2 separate regions of the Mus musculus genome follow, and region 2 is linked to region 1. Evidence: chromatin contacts called from public promoter capture Hi-C data. All regions are on one chromosome and are shown on one strand. Each heading gives the region's core, a stretch centred on a gene start, on an enhancer-like site or on the middle of the called end of the contact. The rest is flanking DNA. Distances are from core to core; before and after follow the strand shown.

Region 1 (2,854 bases), core at 112-2,611:
GATCCACCTGCAGGTAACAGTTTCCACCCCGACCCCCAACACACACACACACACACACACACACACACACACACACACACAGAGTGAGGTCAACATGCAGGATAATGCCTGTCCCTTAGAGCCCTTCCATGTCCCAGGTCCTGGAGGAACCCTCCATCTGTGCCTTATCAGGATCAATGAGAAGGTGGCCAAATGGGCTTGCTGCTAGGAGACTTGGTCTTTTCTGGGTTCCTGGAGTCCATTCCCATGCTCTTGTTTCCATAACAAAGTCCTTGTGTAGGTGTGTGACTGTGTGCTCTTTGAAGGCCTGAGAAGTGTGGAAAGTGCCATTTGGGCACCGGTAGAAATCCTCAAAAAGGATTAGACCCCTGGTGATGGGCCATTTCAAACTTAAAACAAAACAAAAAAAAATGAAGTGGGGCCTTTCATTTCAGAATTAAGGCCTTGTTTGTGTCTAAGCATGCATGCTTTACACCTAGTCAGATGTTCTGGGGAAATTAAGGAAAGGGTGAGATGGTTGCAGAGCACAGGTAAAAGCTAGAGGATTGATAGGTCCTCCAAAAGCCTTCCCAGTGAGCACTAGGGCCACTCCTTCTGGAATCACTGCAGAACCACACAATTCATCAAAGGCTCTGGGGTCTCTCACCACCCAGCTATCCCTGCCTGGGTAAGACTCACTTCTAGAAGCCTGTCCCCTGGTTGCCCTATGAAGTGGATGCCTGGGTGGGGAAATGAAGGGGGTTGGGTACAGACCCAGACAAGTCTTTCCTGCAGCAAACCCGCTCTTCCTTCCTTTGACATAGGGCAGACCCAACCAGGCTGAGTACACAATAGGAGCATGCTGCTTCCATGTTGTTTCCCAGCCTCTAGCCGCCTGGGACCCAGGGGCTTGCAGGTTGGGGGCAAGTGAGATTTTTCCCACCGCCTCACTGCTCCTGAAGTCTTAAGGGAGGCAGAGGTCTCTGGAGGCCCCAGCACACCCTAGTCTTGGAGACATTTCATCACCCACCTCTGACCCCCTCCCGCGCCATACACTCGGAAAAAGAAGCAGCCTCATCTCGCCTCCCGGATGCGGCTGCACCAGCAACATCAGCTGCGGGCGGAGCCCGGGTGCTTGCCACTTCCCCCTCTTCCCGCGTGACCCTCGCCCCCACCTCCAGCACTCCCTCCCCCTCCAGGAGACACACCCTCCTTCTTAGGCCACTCAGGTCGGGGCCCTTGGTGAGAGGGAGCAGCCGCCGCCGCCCGGCAGGACCCAGAGCCTGCAAAAGCTAGAGCAAAAAGGAGGGAAAGAGGGAGGAGCGGCGCGCGGGAGGAGGAGCCGCGGGAGCTGGGCGCGGGGCGGCGAGCTGAGATGTGGCCGGCCCGTCGGCGTGTAAACACAGGCAGCAGCAGCAGCAGCGGCCGCCCGGGCCCGGGGCACTGAGCGCTCCCGCCGAGACCTGCCCGCCACCTCTGCCATGGCCGAAGTGCGCAAATTCACCAAGCGGCTGAGCAAGCCAGGCACGGCAGCCGAGCTCCGCCAGAGCGTGTCGGAGGCCGTGCGGGGCTCCGTGGTGCTGGTGAGTGGTCGAGCGACGGGGAGTCCCGGGGGGGGGGGGGTTCGCTCACACCGGGAGCAGCGCGGTGGCTTCCCGCGCGCGCGCTGGAGACCACGGGCAGGATGGGCGCAGCTGCGGTCGAGCGCTAGGAGCTCTCTTTTTCCTCTGTTCTACTTAAGTTTTCGCTCTGGCAACCGGCTGCCTGGGGGTGGGAGTCTCAGGCGCCACGGGACAGCGCTCTGGCTACCCCACCAGCTTGCGCTGGGCTGGAAGCTGAATGGCACAGCGGGTTTCACAGAGCTGCGGCCGGAGAGTGGGTCTCCACCCCAGCGGGGGCGGCTGAAAGCTTCAGATCGCACCTCCCGCTCCCCCGGACCCCCGCACAAAGAGCTGGAGATTAGGGCACGAGGAGATCCGGATCCCTTTAAGAGGGCACCTGGGGCAGCCTAGGCGGAAGGATGCGATGAGCACAGATATACTTGAGTGCGGATACACATCGGGTACACGCGCGCACACACACACACTCACTTACACACACAAAAAACCCCACCCAAAAGCCCAGGGCGCCCAAGCTCTGGCGGGCGATGTGGACAGAGGAAGCATAGCGACTTCCTCCTGCTACTGGGGAGAGGGAGGGTGGTGATGGGTGTTGAGGGGTACTGCCAACTAAGACAGAGGGAGAGGATTGGAAACAACGGGGGTGGGTCTGCGCCTGAGTGGGTTTTGAGTCTGTATCCTCTGGGAGAGGATGGTTCTTAAGACTTGTGAGCGATTGGAGGCAAGAGGATGTGGGAAGGACTGGATGTTGCTGTGTAAGGATGAAGACCCTAGAACCAGACGCCTACGTAGACTATTGGGGATGTCTTGGCGGCGGGTAGAGCTGGGGGATGGGGATTGGAGAGTGTTCTGACACCCCCCTCGGGGAACCACCCCTCCCCCGCACGCCAGCGCACCCTCATCAGTCCTGTTCAGATGGTCTAAATCTGGAGGGAAGCCTTGGATGGTAAGGGGCACTTGCTCCTTTGCTTTTAAAGGCTCCCATTGCCAATTTTTTGGACTAGGGACCAAACCTTAAATAAGCAGTGGGACTAAATCATTAGCGTGCTTTTTTGTTACTTTGTTTTGCAGGAGATTTGCTGGCTTTTGTCTCTTTCCACTCCTATATTATTTCATGTCATTCGCTGTGTTTAAATCTCCGCACTTAAGAGAGAGCTTTTTGTTAGCACAACTTATCCTGGGAAGGGAACCTCGCAGCTTTTCCCTGTAATTTTTATGTTGATCTTGTAGAATCGGCAATAAAACCAACATTAAAG
Region 2 (2,780 bases), core at 1-2,500, 1.2 Mb after region 1:
AGAGAAGGCTTACCTGATTTTGTTACCAGTTTTCATCCGGATCCACTGAGGAATAGGGCGATTTTGCTTTTGTTTCTTGGCCAGGAATCGCTTGATTCGGAAAGTCTTGTGAGAAGACTACGAGGAGATGCAACCAGCTTAGTGACACCACAGCCTAGTCTCTTGATTCAGTCACAAATTCCAACAAACTAACATCAGGCCTGCAGAACATACACCCAGGAAAAGCTCCCCGACCTCGAACCACCAAGTCCTTTATCCTCATCACTTCTCTGGAGGAAGAGTTAATGGCTTAAACATGGCTCATAATCAGCACCAAGTTTCTAAGCCCAGGTCCTGTCTGACCTATAAACTGGCTGTCTGCTGGGCTCCAGCGATGAAACACGGAATAGCTGGAGTAGGAGAGGAAACGGACTTACTGGAACAAGGATGGCTTGAGGTTAGGCAAACCCTGGCCAGTTTTAAGTCAATGACACTAGGTACTGTACTCTGTAAGTCTTATCTACCTCCAAGTGACATTGCTGGCTAACCTAAGATTACGGAGCCCTAGACACTCCGTAGGCAAACACCATTACATAAAAAAATGCAACGAAGGCCAAGCGCACTCGTCCCCCTAGACCAGTTGGAGGTTTTATTTAACAAATTCAGATACTAAACCCACTTTGTACCTAGACGCCCATAAGCATAATCTTGCCAGTAGGCAATGACTGATGCGCTGTTAGCAGACGCCTCCAAGGAGTGACGCGCTAACTTCTGAAGGGATCTCAAAGTTCTGTTAACCCTTACTGTGGACATCTCGCTGTGCAAATGGCGATTCATGCTCTTCGATCAGGGACAATCTAAGAGTGGTCCCAAGCCTCTCGTTCTGCCCCCCCCCCATCATGAAGATCACCGTCAGCCCCAGGCTATATGAAACAAGAATACTTTGCACCCCTTGCCAGGCTGCAGGAAGAGCGTTCTCATCCTGCAAGGGTAAATGGACTTGATAATTTCATGCCGCGCCCACAGGCCGATAGGTGTCCCAGCTCCAAAAACGAACACTAAAACCCTGAAAAATACACCCAGCCCTCAATGCTGCGCATGTCTGCCACAAAGGCACAGCGGTCTGTGGCCTCAGGAAAGCCGCTGAGGGACGGATGGCGGCCGATAGTCTTACCATGGCGAGAAGCCGAATCAAGAATAGCGCGCACGATGGCGGAGGAATGGAGAAGAGAAAGGCCGGGACCGGAAGAACGCGATTAGAAGAAGTCGCTAGAGGCGGAGCTTAGGGGGGGATGGATGACTCGCAGCGTCCTCCCTAGCTCCACCCCTGCGCTCCCATGGGGCCGTGGGAACCCAAACCGGTTTATAGAGAACGTAATTCCGAGGCCTCCGCGTCCATGCCTGTTCCTGCAGGTGATCATCATTGTGCTGAGGGCCACAGCCTTGGTGGCCATGGTAGGTGGCCTTTGAGAAGTAACCAAGTAAACCCTTAGCAAACACCTGGAAACGGAGTAGGCGGGACCAACTCTGAGGAGGGCGGGAAAAGGCCTACATCACTTCCAGAGCTGCAACTCCCCCCGCTTCTGCGAGAGGGGCGGGGCTTAGGGTTGGCGATGCACCCTGGAAGGGAGGAAGATGGGGCTGCAGACATCTTTTAATGACTAACTTCACTATTATAGAGAATCCAAGTTCCATTCACAGCACCCATATCAGGCAGCTTACAACCCTCCAGCTCTAGGGGGTAACATGTCTCTGACTTCCAGGGGCACCTACACTTATGATTTACAGGTACACGTCCCCATGTAAACACACACGGACCCATTATCAATAGTACCTAAAAATACTTGATTAAAAGGGAGGCGGAGCTAGAGAGATGGCTCAGCGGTTACGAGCACCATCTGCTCTTCCCGAGGTCCTGAGTTCAGTTCCCAGCAACCACATGGTGGTTCACAACCATCTGTAGTGAATAACTACAGTGTGCTCATATAAATAAAATAAATATGTAAATCTTAAGAAAAAAAAAAGGCGCCGGAAAGTGGTGGTGCACGCCTTTAATCCCAGCACTTGGGAGGCAGACAGACCTCTGAGTTTGAGACCATCCTGGTTTACTCACACGAGTTCCAGGACAGCCAAAGATACACAGAGAAACTCTGTCTCCGGTGGGGTAAAAATCCCATATACCAGGGCCAGGGGAATCGTTAGTAGATAAAAGCACCAGTTACGCAATCCTGCCAACTTATAGTTCAAGTCCCAAAAAGTGAAGATACAGGGCGTGGTGGCCTACACTTTTAATCTTAGCACTTGAAGCAGAAGGATCAATATCTCTGAGCTCAAGGCCAGCCTAGTCTATATACTGAGCTTCCAGCCAGTCAGGATTACTACATATAGACCCTGTCGCTAAATAAATAAATAAATAAATAAGTACTCCTATGTATCTGCAACCCTAAGATTCCTACCGCACAATAGAAGGTGGAGACAGGAGAGAAAGTCCTGGAAGATTGAGGGCCAGCTAGCCTGGAGTATTTAACACAGCAACAGAAACAAGGCAAACCCTGTCTCAAAAAGGTGGAAGGTAAGAACTACTTCTCTTTGACATCTGCTCAACTGCTGTGTAAATAAAACAGAAAGTCAGGTATAGTTGTGTACCCCTATGAGGTCCCTATGAGGCAGACGCCAGAAGATCATAAATTGTGAGCTAGCCTAGGTTATATATTGAGACCTTACTTCTAAAAGGTAAACTATAGAAAGAGCACATCATAGAACAACAAGAAGCTGAAAACTAAAGATAATACCTGTGGATA

The links. Promoter capture Hi-C pulls out the DNA fragments that hold promoters and counts their contacts.
Region 2: a promoter capture Hi-C map of pre-B cells shows a contact between it and region 1. The contact joins the promoter of Rpl39 here to the promoter of Dock11 in region 1. A contact is called at or near these places in 2 of 39 promoter capture datasets (cranial neural crest and pre-B cells).

Annotation. Positions count from the first base shown.
Region 1 is chrX:35,887,471-35,890,324 of GRCm38.p6, forward strand. Dock11 (dedicator of cytokinesis 11) reads left to right here and starts at 1,362. Exons shown (of 53, transcript NM_001009947.3): 1 at 1,362-1,562. The coding sequence starts at 1,461.
Region 2 is chrX:37,083,972-37,086,751 of GRCm38.p6, forward strand. Rpl39 (ribosomal protein L39) reads right to left here and starts at 1,251. Exons shown (of 3, transcript NM_026055.2): 1 at 1,154-1,251; 2 at 14-117. The coding sequence starts at 1,156.